Regions from separate parts of the Mus musculus genome. Here region 2 is linked to region 1. A link is a contact called in public HiChIP or PLAC-seq data. All regions are on one chromosome and are shown on one strand. The core of a region is the stretch at or near the end of the contact, and the rest is flanking DNA. Distances in the headings are between cores, read along the strand shown.

The links. HiChIP or PLAC-seq counts read pairs in DNA pulled down with a chosen protein or histone mark.
Region 2: an H3K27ac HiChIP or PLAC-seq map of microglia shows a contact between it and region 1, with 5 times the contacts expected there. The contact joins the enhancer-like site here to the promoter of Cfap52 in region 1. A contact is called at or near these places in 15 of 39 promoter capture datasets (the 3T3-L1 cell line, 3T3-L1-derived adipocytes, the C10 cell line and 8 more), 4 of 484 Hi-C or Micro-C datasets (the HPC-7 cell line, cortical neurons and double positive thymocytes), 4 of 115 datasets of contacts at active chromatin or transcription factors (astrocytes, bone marrow-derived dendritic cells, embryonic stem cells and 1 more) and 1 of 9 other capture datasets (embryonic stem cells).

The regions. Positions count from the first base shown.
Region 1 is chr11:67,963,822-67,969,058 of GRCm38.p6, forward strand. It overlaps Cfap52 (cilia and flagella associated protein 52), which reads right to left and starts at 1,821. Exons shown (of 14, transcript NM_027963.2): 1 at 1,701-1,821. The coding sequence starts at 1,770. Stx8 (syntaxin 8) reads left to right here and starts at 2,637. Exons shown (of 8, transcript NM_018768.3): 1 at 2,637-2,696. The coding sequence starts at 2,680.
Region 2 is chr11:68,470,998-68,476,126 of GRCm38.p6, forward strand. It overlaps Pik3r5 (phosphoinositide-3-kinase regulatory subunit 5), which reads left to right. Exons shown (of 19, transcript NM_177320.2): 2 at 2,798-2,913; 3 at 4,406-4,506. The coding sequence starts at 2,811. Among named protein-coding and RNA genes, the nearest start is that of Pik3r6, 29 kb to the right of the region's middle. Within about 2 kb of position 3,749, at least 19 of the 459 cell types and tissues checked have an H3K27ac peak or open chromatin away from gene starts, as enhancers often do. A contact at or near this core is called in microglia, where this site is marked.

The sequences.
Region 1 (5,237 bases), core at 571-3,070:
ACTATGAGTTCTAATTTTGCATTCAACTTCTCAACTTTTTTTTTTTTTTTTTTTTTTTTTTTTTTTTTTTTTTTTTGCTTTGGCCATCCTAGAACTCAGTACTCAGTATGTAGATTAGGTTGGCCTAGCATATGATTAATTTCATGTGAACTCTAAACTCTGACCTCAAAGTCTAGTCCCCGCCCCCGCCTCCTCCCCCTTCCTGGATCTTCACTCTCCATTTCTCAGCCCCCCCCCTTTTCTGGCCATTTGCAATGATCTGCACCCCAATCCTTAGCCTCTGGTTAAAGACTATTTAAATTCAAAAAGAGTCTTTTCACAATAAAAAAAATCAGTCTTTTCTTGGCTTCTTTCAATAAATAACTTTTTCCCACGGGCTCGGGAGAAGTCTAGGCAAGAGTGTACACAACTCTTGCAGAGGACCTGACCTCACTTCCTAGGACATACCACCTGTAACTTCACTGCCACCAGATCTGGCGCCCTCTCCTGGTCTTCACGAGCACCTGCACTTACATGTCCATTCCTCCACCCCATACACATAATTAAAAATAAAACAAGGAGCCCGAGAGTTGGCTCAGCAGTTAAGAACCCTGGCTTCTTTCCCAATGGACCCAGCTTTCATTCCTAGCACTCACATGGGACTCACGTCTGTCTGTAACTCTAGTCCTGGGGGATCTGATGCTCTTTTCCGGCCTCCTTGGGCACTGGTTCACAGATATGCGCTCTGAGCAAAACACCCACGCAGGTTTTTTTGTTTGTTTGTTTTTTTTTTTAAGCAACCCTTTTCCCAAACTTTGATACACTTTAAGATTCTTTCCTTACTGTGTTAGCAAAAATTCAGTTACAGGCTAGAGAGATGCCTCCGTGGTTAAGAGCATGGGCTGTTCCTCCGAAGGACCAGGGTTCAATCTCAGCATCCATATGGCAGGGCAAAATACTAATGCACATAAAGTAAATTACTTAAAAAAAAATCAATCACAGATCTTGTGTGTCTTTGCACTGACCGGCTCACCAGAATATTTTTTTGCAGTTCTCCAGGGATCACTTCTTATCGGTAATATTTGTCCATCTCTACAGACAGTGTTGGCTCAGATACAGAAAACGCTGGCTTTCAATTAAAGCAGCACAGAGCAACGAAGACTCAAGAGTTAATGCCAGGAGCGCTTAAACCTTTATTTACTCTGTAATCGTTCCGCACCGCATCCTTTCAACGGTAAAGCTTTCAGGCACTACATTCGTTTTAAAAAATCAATTTTCCCCCTAAAATTTAACTCCTTGCCTTTTCGCTACACGCCAAACACGACCCCCAATCACAGCATTTCTCTCTCAATATTTACCACGACAGTCACAAATAAAGTGTGAGCACCACAAGAAGGCCCCTCCAGAATTAAAAAGGTTTCTCCCTTAATGTCCTACTTCCCTTCTATCCTGGTCTTAAACCTTTGAGTTCTTACTTTGGGAAAGACCCTTATTCATACTCCTACCGAGTTAGGCTCATTTGGTCTCTGGAGGAGCTTTATCTGAGCTCTTACACCCATGCCAGTTCCTGAGGCTCAGGAATGAGGCCCAGATCTGCCACCATCCTGGGGCGGGTGGTGCCTGGCCACACTCTTGCCGCTATTCCCACTGCCTCTCAGGCGCTACCAGGTCAGCGTCTCACTGTCCCTGAGGCATCAAATCATGGTTGCTCAAGGTCTCACCATTGAAGCCGATCACAGCCTGAAGCTCCAGTTCTGCTACATCCAGCTCGGGTAAAACTTGTTCTTCCATCCTGGAGAGTTTCAGCTCATTGATTCTTCAACTCCAGGGTGCAGCGTCTCCTGGTCGTCATGGTAACTGGCGCACGCATGCGTGCTAGGTTCATGCAGGAGCAGAAACCCAGCCCACTGTGTTTGAGTTGATTTCCCCTCTTGCAAATGTTGGGAGGACTTCCTTAGTATGTATTTTATCCATTCTGGAAATGTAGGTGGTAGGTTGACGCTAAGTGCACAAGGTAAATTTCCTCCTCTCCCGTGTACAGGTCTGTGACTTTTTAAAAACTATACAATTAAGCCCCTCGTGATGATTATTAAAAATAATTGAACACAGAATAATTGAGCACAGAGAATTGCCTATGATGAATAGGTTGCTATAAAAAACATGGCATTGATACTTCTTTTTAAAAGAAAAATTTAAAAAAATCACTAAAAACGTTTTAGTACAGTATGCAACTATTTTTATGTATGTATGTATGTATGTATGTATTCATGCATGTATGGTACATATGTTGCCTGTATGTATATTTCCTGCCTCAGCCATCCAAGTGCTGGAATTCCAGGCTTGAGTTATCACACCCAGCTTGTCTTGCTGTTTTGAATTAAGAAGAAAAATACAGAGAGCCGGGGTTGACGCGTTTCCATTCCCTGGGAAAATGTTTTGATTCTGCTCAACAATTTAACTATTTTTCTTGCGTCCAGCAATTCATGTGAATTAACAAAAATAGATTCTTGCTACCCACTCCCTTAGGGGTGCGCTCTGGGTAGCGGGGACGTCGTTCTGAGGTCAATTAAAACAGGTTTCACTTTGCAAACTCTGGGCTCGGGTCGCGCACTCTCCGAACTGCGGGGAATGAGCCGCACGGGCCGCCGTAGTCAGCTGCTACGAGCAGGAAGTGTCCCAGCTGCGGGCGGAGACTGCACCATGGCCCCGGACCCCTGGTGAGTTGCCGGTGATGGCAGCAGAGTATGGGGATTAACTTGGGGGTGGAACTGGCTTCCAGGGACTGGCAGAGACCCTGCCCATCTTTGAGCTTGAGGCTGGCGGCCTTAGGGATGAAGATCAGCGAGAATCCTCCCCCTGTTGAGGGGACTCAGCCACGTACTGCCTACTCGGTGCTAACTCTGTGGTCCTAGGGTAGGCTATGACCTGGGGGAGCTGGGACTTGAGCAATCGAATATTTGCCCCCCTTTTCTGGGGCTTCTTGCCCATCATGCTTGTGGCTGACTGCATGCATAGACTTCCCCAGGCTCCTGTAAAAGTGAGGTCAAAATAACCTTTTGGTGGGGTATCCCTTCACCCAGTAATCCCCAGAAAGGTTATAAACTGAAGTTCACACTCCATGGTCACCAGTTAGTAGCTAGTTGGGCACGGGTGCTATGGGCTTTTCACAGAAAACTTGTAGGACATTGGGAGGGGAAATTTTGCACTTTTCCTGCATCAGTAGCATGAAGACTTATGTCAGCACGAAGTAGGAAGTGCCTGATAAGGTCCATTTATTCAGCAAAGAGACCCCAAGGAGAGAATGATGAAAAACATCTTTGTACAAGGAACAAATTGCTATAAAGTCCTGACCTTCCTGATGAATAATTTATAACACTGCATTCCTATAAAGTTTGTGTTGGAGAATATGCCTTATGGTGGTGTTTCCGGTACAATTTGTAGTTGTTTGATGGCAGATAAATTTGAATATTAAGAGAGTGGATCCCAAGGTCAGAATTAGAGTTATCTGGGATCTAGGCTATTTGGGCCAGTTGCTGAATTGTTTGTTGTTGGTTTGTTTTTCAGTGTCTCGGGGAGCCCAAGTTGATCTTGAATCCCTGACCCTTTTGCTTCAGTCTCCAAAATGGTGGCTCTGCTACCAAGCCCAGCCAAGTGCTGAATTTTGTCCTAAAGTTTTAACTATTGTATACACCCCTGGTAGAAAATTGAGAGACTGCTGAGTATCTGAAGGGAGTAAAAAGCACCCCTATCCCTCGGAAGCAATCAGTGCTCACCTTTTTTTCCAATGCATTTATTGTTTGGATCTATATCCTGCTTGTATTTTACAAAGCAGGGAGGGAGCATTTCTCCATGTCCTTAAAAGGTAGTCTTAAAAACATGATTTTTAATGTGTATCAGTGCATCATCTGAGTGTACATAACTTATTTCAAATTTTAGCCCGGTTGTAGAACGATTGTTTAGCACACGCAAGACACCCTGGGTTTGGTCCCCAGCAAGACCAGAAAGCTTTCAGCTGGCAAACGAGAAAGCCGCTGAGTCAAACAGTTAAGACTAACAGTAAAAGAGTTGAAATGCTTCAGTGTCTTGGGTAAAATTCTCCCGTAAGTCTGATCTCATTAGACCCCCGTGCCACGCTGTGCAGAGAATTGACTTCTGCTCATCTGTCCTGCTTGCACTATACCTTCCTCCCAGGACCACCGCGTGGCAGAACGTGCCAGGCATGCTTTCTTCTTTCATCTTTGCTTATGCCATGTGCCTTCCACAGTGCTTAGACTCGGCTCCTCCTTCCCATAGGGAAATCTGCTTTAGTCTTGTTTAGAGTCGGCCCAAATTGTCCTCTTGTGGCCCAGCCCGTACGAGTGCCTCTCTCATCAGTCATCTCTCCTTTCCCCAGCTCTAGAGGCACTTAAGTTAGGTCCCGTTCCTAAGCAACAGGATTTAGTTACGGGGTTTTACATGTTTGATGTGCCGTCACAGAGCTGGACTGAAGCTCCTGTCTTCATAGATTATTTACTTATTGCATGGAGGCAGTAAGTAAAGTGTGGGGAAGCTGGGGCTAGGACTTATTTTTTTATTATTCTGATGTTTTTTTTTTTAAACACCTGCTCTTTTTCATGCACACCTATACCAGATTATACTGAATGATTCATATGGCTGTATACATGAATCTAGGCTTAGGGGTTGCCACAGCCTCTGAAGTGCTTGTGGAGTTCACAACACAAAGTTCTCTGTATAGGACCTGGAGCCGCATCCCCAGCCCAAGCTAGACACTTCAGTGGCTGAGCCTAGTGCATTGCGCAAGCTATAGACAAATGCTTCCCCATCCATCTGTGCCCTTAGTAACGCCCAGCCCCTTTTCTTTAAAGTTGGAGACTGATCTCTAAGTTTTACCCAGGCAGCTTCTAGCTGACTAACGTTGAAGTTACAAGTCCCTTGTCTCAGCCTCAAGTAGCTGAGGTTATAAGCTACTACTTCCAGTGCTGGAATATTTTAGAGACATAAGCTAGTTATTTTCTTATGGGTAAAGCTGGGACATCAGGGCAAACAGAAGTTTTCAATATTTTGCAATGGGCAGTCCTAGAGAATACATCATTCACTTGAGCACATGAGTTCCCACTTCTTAGGAGCAGACTGGTGTGAGAGATGAGACCAGAATTTAAAATGCTGTGAAGAGGAAAACACAGGGTGCTGTTGGGTGTTGACTTGAATTTTTTTCTTTTGAAGATTTATTAATTTATTTTATGTATGTGAGTACACTG
Region 2 (5,129 bases), core at 2,499-4,998, 510 kb after region 1:
AGAGGATTTGAAACTAGTCCCCATGCCAGGCAGAAAGGGGATAGTTGAGCTGGGGATGAGGAGAATCGGGTTTGGTTCTGGTGAGTGCCGGTAGTAGAGAGGGGCTGAAGGCCTTCTCTGGGAGATTTAGACACAGTTCTATGGTCTCCCCCCACAACTGGGATCCCCCCACCCAAGGATCCTGCTTCGGGTCCTCCTTGTCCAAACTGCTCTGCTCATGGTGGATGTGAATTCAGGGTGAAGCAGGGATTAAACACCCTTTGCCGAAAGGGATACCTAGGAAGGGAAGCTCATTGGCTAAACACTCGGGAGTGTATCTAGATCCCTCGTTAGCATGGAGAACCCCAGGTTTTTATGCTACCTGACTAGTTGTCGTGGTCCTCTCAATAGGATGTCACAGTTACGTGGTCCATCCAAGAGAGGTAGACTCTGGCTGGAAGCCGGTTCCAACACCTGCTGTTCTCGATTACGAGAATTCTAGGGAGTTGGGAGGTGAACCTGTATCAATCTTACCAGGTCTACTGTCTGGTGGTATGGTCTACTTGCCCACAAAGGACCAGCTGGGGTGACTTCCCATCTCCCTCAAGAACTTGGCCTAGGATTGATGGAGGAGCAGCTATGAGGACAAAGGCTAGATTTTGTCTCTAAAGTTGTCTATAGAGAGGCTTTCACTGTTCCAGCGGCAGGTGCCGTCAGCTCCAGGCTGATAGACATGATGTATAGGAGCTAGCGTTTGGACTGTCACTGAGATCAGCCGCTCATCACAGGTGTTAACCCCATGGTCATTCAGGCTCGCTGGGTACCAGCACAGCCCAAGATGAAAAAATAGCTGAGCTCAGGAAACTGCCTCATCTGCCTGGGGGGCAGTGGATTCTACGTAGTTTGAAGGCAAATGTGGCAGCCGTTCTGAAAGGGCTTACAGATACCTTGAGGCATCTCAACATCACCAAGAATAACATTTAGGGGCTTGATCATGAACAGTAAATGAGTATTCTTCTTAACTCAAATCACCATCCCAGTATCTGGGGCCATGGAACCCGGGTCAGGCTGTGTTCCAGGCAAACCCCGTGTCCTGACACCGTGCTCCAGGGTCTAGGTCCTTGGCAAGCTCATTCCTACACCCAGACCTTGGCAATACTAGCTCCTCTTTCTGGAATCCTCTTCCCCTCACTTAACCCTAGGTGTCCCTGTCTGGCTTTAAGTCCCCTCTTTGAAGACTCTAAATAACCTACTGTGTGGCTGGCCAGCTCTCCCTCTCCCAGCACTATCCACTCTTCATAGCCTTTGTCATCTCCCAGGAGTCCCCCTTTGTATGGTTGTCAGAGTCAATGTCTTCCACCCAGGAACTCGTGCCTGCTCTGTCCTGGGCACATAGTAGGTGGTCAGGAAATGGAAGACGATATGGTTCATGGGTGCTGCTTTGCCATCCCAGTTTCCCGATGTGTCATTCTCTAGGGACATCTGTGGGACAGCTCACAAAGGGCTTACTTTTCAGGGGGTGCTTGTTCTCCATCTAGATGGGGAGACAGGAGGATTTGCCTAGATTGAGGCTCTGAGATCTGGGCATCTGGGTCTGGGAGTTTATCCCTCTTTGCATGTCGTTTGCATGGCTCAGTTTGGAGGTTCTGCTTCCTCTTCTGGTTTCCTGGTTGGTCCTCAGATCCACAGGACTGCTCCAACACTTCCTCAGTGTCCTGGATGACCTTGCCTGACCAGCCCAGGGACAATGTCCACAGTGAGATAAGTCCCGGAGGGCAGGCAAGTGTGGCAGAGATGGTTGTGTGGTATAGATCTCTCAGGGATGCTCAATTAGGGCCTTGTGTTTCCTCCCCACAGCCTCCTGACATCTGCACCATCACCATCCCCACTTCACAGATGAGCAAACTGAGGTTTGGGGGAAGCTCAGGCATTTGCCACAAATCTTGGGACTAGCGAAAATCAGAGTCCAGTTTGGGTCTCGCTCTGGTGGAAGCCACAACCTGGCTTAATCATCATGACAAATGCCTGTCTTAGCTTCCAAAGGACCCAGAAAGCTCTCTCCAGAACCAAGACATGGGGTTTGCTCTATTGGAGACTCTCAGTTTCCTACCTGGTGTTAAAACCGCTCCTGAAGTCCGCTCCTTGTGGCCCCCTAGTTGGGCCAGCTAAGCCTCAGGAAAATGTGGAAGGGCAATGGGCAAGGGCTTTAGATAGACTGCAAAACACTCAAGGCAGAAAGGATCTGGACATCCGAGCTGAGGTGGTATGGGTTGTACAGGGTGAGGCAACGTGTGGGAAGAGACCCCCACCCTTGTCCTAGCCCTTGCAGTGGCGTTGGGGTGTCCAGCATGTGGAGGGAGATCCTGCAGCCCCACCCCTGCAGGACCAGGAGACACAGGTCTGGAAATTCACAAGAAAATCTCCCACGTGGTTTTGATTCCTCCCTGGAGGTCCCTTGCCCAGATGTCAGAGGTCTGGCCATTCTCTAGATATCCCTGGACATTTTCCTCACTCCCTACTGCCCAGTGAGTAGGCACATCCCATTTCCCGCTCCTTTCCCATCCTGGAACTCTGTTTTTCTCCACTCCATGCTTTTCTGTCCCGTGAGTGTCCTCTCCTGCCATACGGATAAACCTTCCGGAAGCTGCTCCCTCCCTGTAGACAGCCAGGAGCCTCCTTCTGCAGTGCCCAGAGCACCCAAGTGGGTTGCGAGTGCCAGTTTTATTACTGTCCTGCTGGGCTGAGGGCTCCCCTAGCCTGGTGTTCTCCAGGAAGGGAGCCCAACCAGCTGACCAATGTCTATCCATCCCCCATGCAGGCAATGACTCAGGATGCAGCCAGCAGCCACAACGTGCACAGAGGACCGCATCCAGCATGCTCTGGAGCGATGCTTGCATGGACTGAGCCTCGGACGCCGTTCTGCTCCCTGGTCAGGTAGGTCTGGGGGACTGGGAGACGTTCCAGAGCCTCAGATGAAGGTTTCATCTGGAACCTCTGGTCTTGCTTCTTGGATCTCTTCCCTAAGAACCCAGCCCCTTCTTATGCTGGTCTCAGCTCAGATGCCGCCTCTGTGGACAACTTTCTCTGTCCTTTGGAACCAGATAGATTTGGATTAAGACTCTCACTGACTACACAGCCTTGTACAATCCACTTGTCCTTGTGAGAGCCCGATGGATAATGGAAATACGAATGACTAGAAGCAGGAACCTGGGCAGAGAGACTGTGTAAGGAAGCCTAGCACCATAGTGGCACAGAGTAATGGTCAGTGAAGAACATTTTTCCTTCTCCCCCGCCCCTTCCCAGGTTTTGATAACAGCCAAGTTTACATAGTGTTGGGGCCAAGCATCATTAAATAAGAAATAAGGGAATGTCTGACTTCTGCGCCGCTGCTTTGTTATTGTTGTTGCTGTTGGGTTGGTATTTTTCCTTCTCTTTTTCTTGCAGTGCTAAATGTTGAACCTAACATCTCATGCATGTTAGACATGAATCTAGAGGCACATGCAAACACTTCCAGGAGCTTCCAGGGTTTTGAAAAGCACCCACACACCTGAGGAAGCATGGCTCCCACTCCGAGAAGACCATGTCCCCTTCCACCCCCTGCTGTGATCATTCCCTGCCCCACAGATGCAGCCCCCCGTCCCTGTGGTCACCTCTTGAATTTTTAGGGGTTTGCCCTGGATGATTTCAGGGAAGTTAGGAACCAGAAAGTCCCAGTGACAAGGAAGGGCTCAGAGCTTTTCGACGCAGTGAGTCCAGCTTCCCCTTCCTTCCTGGGCTCCTCTGCCAAGCAGTCTTAGGAAGACACATGACTGTCTCAGACACAGGGTGGAGCGCTTGTCTTGTAGCAATTTTTACCTCTGGCCCGACTTCCTTGCATCTGGTAGGAACTGGCACCCACTACAGGAAAGCTGGGCAGGGACAACTGTTGGGACCACCGCCACCCCCAGAGGTGCAGGGACAGAGTTGCAGCAGGTTCTTTGGCCTCTAAGGGATTCTAGCTTTGATCAACAACCTCAGTGGCTAAAGAGCCCCCTCAGACCCAGGGCTAAGAAATGGGTTCTTATGTCTTACGGACTTTTTTCTTTTGCTATCATCATCGTTATTGCTACTCAGTATATTTCATTATATAGCCCAGGCTGGCCTTGAACTACATAGCCTACGGTGCCCCTTAACTCATGATCCAACTGCCCCAGCTTCCCAAATGCTGGATTTCAAGACCTGTGCCACCAGGTCCGGTTTCACATGTCCTGGTGGAGCTTGGGGGCTTTTACCTGATGCCATTTCTCCAAGACTCTATTTAGAAAGAAATATTCACATATACTCTTCCATATCAGAGTTCCAGAATAAACCCTCTTCTCTACAGCTCTGCCTATAGCTAGCCAGAGAGAGTGAAACTAACCACTGATCTAACTTGCCCCCTGTCTAGCCGGGCTGTGTCTGAACTGCTGGAGCCTACAGGAGCTGGTCAGCAGGGACCCGGGCCACTTCCTCATCCTCCTGGAACAGATCCTACAAAAGACCCAAGAGGTGAGGGTGAAGCAGACACTGATGAGCACAGATAGAATTGACATTGTAAAGGCAGGACTTAGGTCAGCTCTGTGGCTCCTGTCTGCTCTGCTCCTGCATGGAATGTCCTATCCTGTCCTGTGTAAACACACAGCGGGTCCCGTGTGGACCTGAGTTCATAGCTATAGCTTAGGGTAGATGATGCTCTTAGTCAGGGTATAGACCTGAAGGAGGGAAGAGGAGGCAGCGAGGAAGCTTCACTGAGTTCCTTTCCTGAGAAGGATCCACAGCAACAGAGACAAGGAAGAGGACTCTAATTGGGAAGGGAAGCTGGGGCCTCCTCTGACAGCTCAGTGTGCGGGCTTCTATTTACATACGTAATGCTGAGTGGGGCTGAGGTTCCAGGATGGGCCAAGTTCCCAAAATGACTCAAGCTGTTTCATGGAGGCTTCTCTTTTATGTTTCTTGTCTTTCTGAGTTGTAAGTGGGATTCGTCATGTAAGTCCGTTCCTGATGGCAGCACTCGCGGCCACCATCCTGGTATGAGATTTACCTGGTGTGTTTGCTTGCTGGTCACAAGTAAACCAATTCAAAACCATGCTCCCAATTTCTCATGACCACGCTGTGACACATAAAGGATCCAC